2 separate regions of the Mus musculus genome follow, and region 2 is linked to region 1. The links are chromatin contacts, called in public Hi-C maps. All regions are on one chromosome and are shown on one strand. Each heading gives the region's core, a stretch centred on a gene start, on an enhancer-like site or on the middle of the called end of the contact. The rest is flanking DNA. Distances are from core to core; before and after follow the strand shown.

Evidence for each region. A called contact is a pair of places that touch in the nucleus more often than the background predicts.
Region 2: a contact with region 1 is called in a Hi-C map of liver, with 2.9 times the contacts expected there. The contact joins two enhancer-like sites. A contact is called at or near these places in 1 of 484 Hi-C or Micro-C datasets (liver) and 2 of 115 datasets of contacts at active chromatin or transcription factors (embryonic stem cells and hepatocytes).

What each region holds. Positions count from the first base shown.
Region 1 is chr4:101,371,746-101,376,458 of GRCm38.p6, forward strand. 0610043K17Rik (RIKEN cDNA 0610043K17 gene) reads left to right here. Exons shown (of 4, transcript NR_040640.1): 3 at 2,513-2,578. Among named protein-coding and RNA genes, the nearest start is that of E130102H24Rik, 18 kb to the left of the region's middle. Within about 2 kb of position 2,521, at least 2 of the 459 cell types and tissues checked have an H3K27ac peak or open chromatin away from gene starts, as enhancers often do. A contact at or near this core is called in hepatocytes and liver, where this site is marked.
Region 2 is chr4:101,708,527-101,713,239 of GRCm38.p6, forward strand. No RefSeq gene overlaps it. Among named protein-coding and RNA genes, the nearest start is that of Lepr, 7.0 kb to the right of the region's middle. Within about 2 kb of position 2,830, at least 9 of the 459 cell types and tissues checked have an H3K27ac peak or open chromatin away from gene starts, as enhancers often do. A contact at or near this core is called in hepatocytes and liver, where this site is marked.

The DNA of each region.
Region 1 (4,713 bases), core at 1,271-3,770:
GAACTCAGAACTTCTGCAAGAGCAGTATGTATGCCCAGCCACAGGGCCCTTTCTCTAGCTCCCTAGTCAGCTGCTTTTTTTTTTTTTTTTTTTTTTTGAGTCAGTCTCACATAACCCAGTTTAATCTCAAGCTTAGTCCAGTTCTTGCTCCTACCTTCCAAGTGCTGGGATTATAAGCATGTGCCACCACAGCTGCCTATGAACTTTTGCCTCCTGGAAAGTAAAACATAAGAATATCTTTTTGAAAGATAAGCTATAAAATTAGTCATGAGTTAGAGTAGGCAAAGCCCAAATTGGTATAGACAACCTGGTCTACCAGGCCAGCCAAACCTACAGAATGTGACAGGTCTCATCTCAAAGCAGAAAGCTAAAGTTAAACAAAGAAGATGAGGTTTCTATTTTAAAGATTTGTTTTTATACTTATGAGCGATTTGCCTGCAAGATGGATGAGTGGATAAAAGTACTTGTAGGCAAGCCTGATAACCTGAGGTTGATCCTGGGGACCCTCATGGTAGAAGAAAAATGACTCTTATAAGTTGTTCTCTGAACTTCAGGTGTATGCAGTGGTATACACACACACACACACACAAACACACACACACACACACACGGAGTTAATTTATATTTTTAAGGGGCTGGTGAGATGGCTCATCTGTTAAAAGCACTGGCTGATCTTCCAGAGATCCTGAGTTCAATTCTGAGTTCAAGTCCCAGCAACCACATGGGATCTGATGCCCTCTTCAGGGAGGCGGATGTATATGCATCAGAGCACTCATGTATTAAATAAATAAGATTTTTAAAAAATATATTTTTAAATAGATTCCTATGCCTTTAATTCCAGCACTCTGGAGGAAGAGGCAGGTGGAGCTCATGAGTTTGGGACCAGCCTTGTCCACATAGCAAGTTACCATTCAGCTAGAATTACATGGTGATGCCCTGTCTCAAAACCAAGAGTGCATGTGCAAGGATAGAGATGCGTATCTAGTGAGTGAGTCCCCTCATTATAGTCATACTATAGTCAATGAAATACTTTATAACTCTATATATGTGTGTGTGCGTGTGTATGTATGTGTGTGGAATATAAGCACATACGTGTACATGAGCATGAACGGAGGCCAGAAGAAGTCAGATGTCTTGCTCTATCTCTTGGTACTATCCCTCTGAGACAGTATTTCTCATACAATGTGGAGCTAGGCTGGCTGCCAGCAGGCCATCACAATCCTCCTGTTTCCACTCTATAAAGCACTGAGGTTGCTGGTGTGTGCTGCCGTGCCGTTTCTTACGTGGCTTCTATGATCTGAACCCAGGTTCTCATGCTTGCACAGCAAACACTGACCTGATAAACTATCATTCCAGCTCCAACCTGGATAGCTCTTAAAGGACTTTTATTATTTTTAAATTGTGTGCATGCATGTCTGTGGGTGGATTGAGTTTGTTTAGAGTGCCCTAGAATCCTAGATTTGCATGCTGAGTATGTAGACATCATGAGTACCCCAGAGACTGACTGGGCCATCCATCACCTTAGCCACATGGCCACATCGGGCCCCGACTCTCAGGAACTGTGTGTGCTCCTTTATAAATTGGGATCTGTGGCTTAGCTTTTCAAAAATAACTCTGCAGGGGACAAATTGTTTGTATCACCGCTTCTTCCTTTGATTTACATTTTGCCAAGACTCTTGCTCAAGCTTGTAATGACTAAAGACAAAGCCCCATCTGTGGGGGAAATGGTGTGCTCCTCTGCGATGCACTGTCGTGAGGATCCAGGACTCTGATGGTGGTGGTGGCCGGATAGGGATATGGCTCGTCAAATCACAAAACTCCTCATATATGCAGGAAAAGCTATTCAGCACCGTGAATATGTGATTTCTGTAAGCCAAGCAACTCAAAAGCAAGACCCTTATAACACTTAAAAAATCAGGGCTTCGTTTCTTCCTGAGACTTGATTTCTTGCAGTAGTTCATACTAACTACCCACACGTCACATTTCCTAAGGGTCGGCATGCAAATGTTATAAAGTCTTGCAGCTCTTGGCTCTTAGTCTCTGTTCTTCTGCACTGTTAAAAAGCAGTTTCTTGGACAACTGTGTGTGTTGCCCATGCCTATAATCATAGTTCTTGGAAGATAGAGGCAGAGACTCAGGAGTTCAAAGCTACCATCTGCTATTACGTGAGTTTATGGTGAGACTAGTTGGCTACGTGAGACTCTTTCCCAAAAGACAATGAGCAAACAACAAAAGTCTGAAAGACACTTATGGCACATTATATACATAAAAAAATCGTGCATGCATTTATTCTCTCTCTCTCTCTCTCTCTCTCTCTCTCTCTCTCTCTCTGTGTGTGTGTGTGTGTGTGTGTGTGTGTGTGTGTATTTGTATGCCTTGATGTTCATTTTTGGGCCAGAGGACAACTTTTGGAAACTATTCTCTACTTCGACCACGTGGACCCAGGGATTGAGCTCAGGTCATCAGGCTTGGTGCCTTTACCTCCTAAACTGCGAGTCTCTCTTCACTCCAGGGTCATTGGCCACCAGGCCACGAGGACAAAGGGAGCAGAATCGATGAACAGGATTTCAGATGGCCGGTCAGTATGAAGGGAAATGATGACACATTTCAGAATCAACTTCTGGGAAACAGATCAACTTTAATCGGGGTGAAACGGGTTATATGATCTTGGGGGAGGAGGTAGGATTATCCAGGGTGGGCAAAGGCCATTGGCTGAAGGCTAAGGCACTGAGCTGCCTCATTACCATGGGGAAGGACTCCAGGAATCTCAGGGGCTTGCGGATCGGATTCTCATTAGGAGAAAGGAAGCTGAACCTATGATCTAACCAAGGCCATGTGGCATTCTGAGGGCAGAGGGCATAGGGGTTTTAAGCTCCCCAGACAAGGTCAGAGAAGGAGAAGCCCTTCTGGTAAAGGGAGTCCCCATTTTTGCATCGAGTTCAGAAGGCTATCTGGATGATAGTAGACTTTGACTTGATTAGCAGGGTTTCTCCACACTGAGCCATCTGGCTGGCCCACATGATCTAATTTTTTTTTTAAACATTGTTTCATCTGATTCTTTTTCTAAAGTGAGATATTACTGAAAGAATGATTCCAATGATTCCAGGGGTGTTTAACCTTGTGACATTGTGACCTGATGTTGACATCTACAAATGTATATAGGCTGCTGTAGTCATAGCTCTCTCCTGAGACTGATGTGGTCTGAAGGCCACAGGTTGAAATGCCTGATTATTATTATTATTATTATCATTATCATTATTATTATTAATAGTCATTGGTTTTTCTTTTGTGTATATGGGTGTCTCCCTGAATTTTCTGTACATCACATGTTTGGGGGGCCCTCAGAAGTCTTAAGAGAGTAATGGTTCCCTTAGAGTTACAGATGGCTGTCAGCTGCCATGTGGGTGCCAGGAACCAAACCCAGATCCTCTGGAGGAGCAACCAATGGTGATAATACCTGAGCCATCTCTCCAGCCCCAGAAATGTCTGAATTTTAGACAATAAATATGAAGTACATTATGGCATATAGCAAGTACTCCATAAGCACTAGTTGTCTGCCTTTATTTGTCATTCAAAATGATTTATTCTTAATATTATTATAATTATATACACAGGTGCACACAGGTCACAGTGAACCAGTGGAGGTCAGAGGACAATTTGCAGAGTTGGTTTTTCCATTTCCCCTTTACACTGGGGATCCCAGGATCTTAATCATGCTGGGTGGCAAGCACTTTATCCACTGAGCCATAGCATGGCTTTTGTTGTTATTGTTGTTGTTGGGGTGAATGTCTAGTTTGAGGCAGGGTCTCTGTATTTAGGCCTCAATGCCTTGGAAATTTTTAGGTAGACCAGACTTTTCTTAAACTCACAGAGATCTGCCTGCTTCTGCAAGTGCTAGGATAAAAGGGGTGTGCAATCATACCTGGCTCCTAACATTATTGTTTTTAATGTGTTCTCTCTCTTCTCTGTCTGTCTGTCTCTACGCCCACATACATACCCTTTGTGTGTGTCTGTCTCTGTCTAGCTCTCTCATGTGTGGCTAGGGATTTGGATCAGTAAAAGAAAACTTGCTTAAAATATGTTAAGACCCTAGGTATAATCCCTGCAACCACAAAGAAAAATCATATATATATATATATATATATATATATATATATATATATACACATACACATACGTACATAACACTTATATACCCATACACATATACATAAACAGATACATGCATATGCACATACATACACACACACACACACACACACACACACAAAGGGAGGAGGCTAGTTAAAATTGAGTATCATTTTTGGTCCTTCTTAGGAGAACAAAATACTCAAAGGAGCAAATATGGAGATAATGTGTAGAGCAGAGACTGAAGGAAAGGCCACTCAGAGACTGTCCCACCTGGGGATTCACCCCATATACAGTTACCAAACCCAGACACTATTGTGGATGCCAAGAAGTGCATGCCTAAGAGGTGGATCCTGATATGGCTGTTTCCTAAGAGGCCCTGACAGAGCCTTACATATACAGAGGTGGATGTTAGCAGCCAACCGTTGGACTGAGCTCAGAGTCCTCAATAGAGGAGTTAGAGAAAGGACTGAAGGAGTTGAAGGGGTTTGCAACCCTACAGGAAGAACAACAATATCAACCAAACAGACCCCCCAGAACTCCCAGGGACTAAGCTATCAACAAAAAGGAGTACACATGGCTCTA
Region 2 (4,713 bases), core at 1,580-4,079, 340 kb after region 1:
CACTAAGCAGCACACACGCACACACACACAATGGACATTTGTATTTATTAGTGTTTTAAATGAATGTGTTGCATAATGTCAAGTACATCTAACCTATAATTAAAGCCCGAATGTTGAAGTAACCGACGATTGGGGTCATGTATAAGAACTGAAGGTGTGTATTTATGTCAGGCTTCTGAAATTTAATTCATTCCAAGTTGAGAATGTAATGTCCTGTTTGTTGTAGTAAATCATCATTAACTTTTATTCTGTAGAGTTATTAACAGTTTAATTTTCAATTTAGAAACAATTCTGTGGGTTTTTATTCTCATTACTTTTCTTCTCTGTGATCCGAAAAAACACAAGGCGATCTTTTAAAATTCCTTTTTCTTCATTCATATCTGAAATGGAACTTTAAAAGCTTCGCCAGAGGGGCTGGAGAGACGACTCAGTGGTTAAGAACACTTACTGCTCCAGAGTTCAGTTCCCAGCACTCACGAGCATGTCCTAACTTGCACTCTAGCATTCACAACCGTGTATCTGTAATTCCAGTTCCAGAGAACATGACATCCTCTGGGCCCCCGAGGGCCCTGCATGCTTGTGGCATGCTTACACCGTGCAGACAAAACACTCATACACGTAAAACCTTAAATTATAAATCTTAACTAGAGAGAATTTTTCCTACAGTTATAACCCAAATGCCAACTGTTATTTGTTTGACATGAGAGAATAAATAAACTCAAGAATTTCCTTCTTTTTACATTTTTTACTATGGAAACCAAAAGATAGGAGCTTTTGCTTTGTTTGTTTGTTTGTTTGTTTGTTTGTTTTACCTTCTCCTTTTACTTTTTGTTGGGAAGTAGTTTGTGTAAAACCCGGGAGTGACTTTGGTAGGTTTTCTACAATGTGGAGGGAGTTGGTCATAGAGTGTATGATACTCATATCAAGAAGGTGGGAAAAGCTTGTCAAGGAAGTTCACACCAGTCATTGCACCCTTTGTTGTGGGGCAGAGGCAACAACAACAACAACAAGTCTGAAATTAAAAAAAAAAAAGCTAAGATAATGGAGGTTCCCAGTGGTTTGGGGGCTTTTGGGGAGCACCTACATCTCTGATTTTCCTGCTACTTGCGTGTTGAAACACCCCTGTTTTAAGGAGATAATAACAACCCACTGTCTTTCTGCCTGTTATGTTGGGTGGGGTTCTACAGGGTGTGAGTAGTAGAAATATAGCTGGGATTATTGTAAGTGGGAAAAAAAAAGGAGGCAGAGAGTGAGAAAACTTAAGAAAAGATAAACAAAATAACCATCCACAGAGGGTATAATGCCCAGAACAGAACCATGTTAAGAAAATGTGGGTCTGCTCCTTGCTTCTTGGTGTCATCCCAAGTGCTTGGCTTTGCCTTTGAGAACCCAACCAACCAACCAACTCCATCTTTGCTTCTTGAGTTATTCCCTGGCGTTCTTTTTAATGTATCCCCGTAACCCATTGTATTTTTGGTGCACTACCAAAAAAAGGCGATGTCATAGCACATTGTGTTTTGAGGCTTGGAAAAAAAATGAGCTCTGAAAACTACGAGATGCAACATTTACGTTGCAAGGATTAAAGAGTCCTGAACCCTTGGGAGAATTCTACCAAGAGTGACACACAGTAGGCATTTGTGCTTAGTGGTATTTAAAATCAAATGTGCTCTGGAAGATCAAGAACAGGCAGTATAAAGCCAGAACACAGTCTCAAGATCCCAGTGAACTCAGAGTGAGCCTGGTGGGAGGAATCTGTAGATGCTTTCAGTGAGTTTGAGGAGAAATGTGCTGAGAGCCTCTGCAGCAGAAAGGGCTACCATCCCTTTTCATTCAACTCAGCAAAGCTTAGAAGAAGAAAAAGAATTCCAGAGCAAGAATAGCCATCCTGATTGGCTTGGACACCTCAGTATGGTGCCTGTAACCCAGGGTGTGTTGGGCACATTGTCTCTGAGCACTTTGGGGAGGCATCGAGCAAATGAGGCCAGTCATCGGTCTCAAGTAACCTTTGGCATGGATCCATGTAGATCAACACCCGACAACAGATAGAAGAGGCAGAGGCCAAATTCAACAGATGTCCAGAGGTCAGAGTCTTTGCTCATACTGAGCCTGCCTTCTTCTCCCTCCCATGGTCCCCTGCTTGGAAGTTAGATGTGAAAACAAATTAAACAAAACAAAATAAAACAGAAATTAAGAACTGGAATGCTTTAACAGTTTCTATCGTTTGGTAAACTGATATCACTGAAAAAAAATGGAGCCACAATATATGACTTGTATTTATATGGCTTGAAATTCTAATTCTTTGTCTCATTACTGCTCACACATCAGAGGGCTTGGCTGCCCTTTAGCTATAGCTCACAACCATACCTGCAGCTGGCCCTTGTGTCAATCATAAATTGTCTTCAGGACCTCCACATATGCCAAGATCTGTGGCTATTCAAGTTTCTTACAGAAAATAGCCAAACGTTTGCATTGTAACCTAGGTACTTTCTCCCATATACTGCAAGTCCTTGTCGATAAGTGATAATACCTAGTAAAATATAAAGAGTTGTGTCATGAAGGGATCATGACAAGAAAATACCAACACATATTCAAAAACACACAATTGAAAAATATTGTTAATCTGTTGCTGGTAGGACCTGCGGATGGGTGTAGGCAAACAGCACTCAGCAGCTGACAGGGAAGCTCTTCCTGCCTTGGCTGGCGCACCATGGTATTTCATCCCAGACCCTGTTTGAGAAACCTCAGAGAACAATCTAGACTGGCCTGTCTCCAATCACTTTCCCATGCTCTGTTCCAGCTGTACTCACAGGCAGAGGTTCCTATGACAAGTCCAGCTTGGGCCACATGCTCTGTGCGGCCTTTCTTTGCAGCCAAGACACTGTACCTGACAGCCTGACTAGACTCAAGTGCTTGGAGTCAAGGGAAAACAGGGGGTGCTTTCTTTGAGCAGAGGAGAGAGAAGGGAGCTGGGCGAGAAAGTTCCTCAGAGCCACAACAAGGGCCAAGGCAAGAGATAACTTAACTCTTGTGACCCATTAATCCCAAACCAGGGCTCCAGGAAAATAACTCTTAGGCTTTTCACCATGAATTTGTAACCTCTGCAGTAGGTACCTAGGAGACCTGGATTCTCGCTCAGTGAACAGGCCTGGTGGGCTTTTCGAATCCCATTATATTCCTGCAGAGAACAAGGCACTTGGTGCTATGTGAAAATTGGTTTGCAGTGTGTGTGTACAGATAGATCATCAGGAAAACCACAAGTATTGGCCATTTTGAGTTCTGTAGGGACATAAATTGAAATGCATTTCTGTGAAAACTGCATTTGATTGCAAAATTCTGATTTCAGTCCAATCATGTGTTTGTAACCCCCTTTCAGGAGTGAGTTCCAAATATTTGTTATCATAACTTTATTTATCATTATATTTTAGGGGCAAGGAAATAACAGATTTGGCTCCCATGTAAAATTTGGTGAATTTGTGAAATTTTCTTACACCCTGGTGTTCATTTCTGATAAATTGGCAGAGGGACAGCAAATATAAAGAAGTACTGAACCGGTGTTAGTGAAGTCCTGGAGGGGGTGGTGGTGGGGGAATCATGTTTTTGTACTGATATTTAATCTTTGATGAAATAATTTTCATTGTTAATACAAAATTACCAACAATGCTACCCGCGTGTGTGCGTGTGGTATGTGTATGGTGTATGAGCATGCCTGTGTATGCATAGAGGTGAGCGGACGGTTTCAGGTGTCCTTTCTGTCCCTCACTACCTGAATCCTTTGAGGCACGCGTCTCCCTGAACCTGTTCCTTTACTGAGGCTGGAACCCAGGGCCTGCTCATGTTAACACCATCGTTGAGCAAAACCCCCAACCCCATGAACCCAATATTTTCAGCTGGGCACATGGCCAGCAAACTTTAGCAGTTCCCCTGCCTCTAGCCCCATCAGTGCTGGGGTGACAGAAGTGTGTTAAACTGTGCCTGGTTTGTCACATGGGTGGTGGGCTCTGAGCTCTGTTTTTCCTGTTTGTGCAGCAAATATTCTTAACCATTGAGCCATCTGTCCAGCCTGTTGCTCCTTAGTTTTGTTTTGTTTTGTTTTGTTTTGTTTTTATCACACTGTAAGAAGGGGCTATGAACTTCCCTGGCAGTCAAGGTAATATGATTCTTCTGTATCCTTGCCAACAGCATTCCCTAGGGGGAGTAATTTAGATTAAATGTGTTATGGATTGTGGCACTAGGTGAGAAAACAGACTGAACCGTGACTGGGCTGCCTCAGTCTCTCAGGACCATATGAATGGTTCTACTTCTTAAGGATCATTTAATAAGGGCACATACTCCCATATAGCTCTTTTCAAATGGCCCTCTTGCCTGACTGTAAAATTCACATAGAAACACTGCTGGTAAGCAGGAACTCATAGAGTTGCCTCTGCCTTTGCCTCCTGTCCCCTGTCCCCTGCCTCCAGCCTCCTGTCCCCTGCCTCCAGCCTCCTGCCTCCTGCATCTTGCCTCCAGCCCCCTGCCCCCTGCCTCCAGCCCCCTGCCTCCTGGCTCCTGGTTCCAGCCCCCTGCCTCCTGTCCCCTGCCCCCTGCCTCCAGCCTCCTGTCCCCTGCCCCCTGCCTCCTGTCCCCTGTCCCCTGCCCCTTGCCCCCTGCCTCCTACCTCCAGCTTCCTGCCTCCTGGCTCCAGCCTCCTGTCCCCTGCCCCCTGCCTCCTGTCCC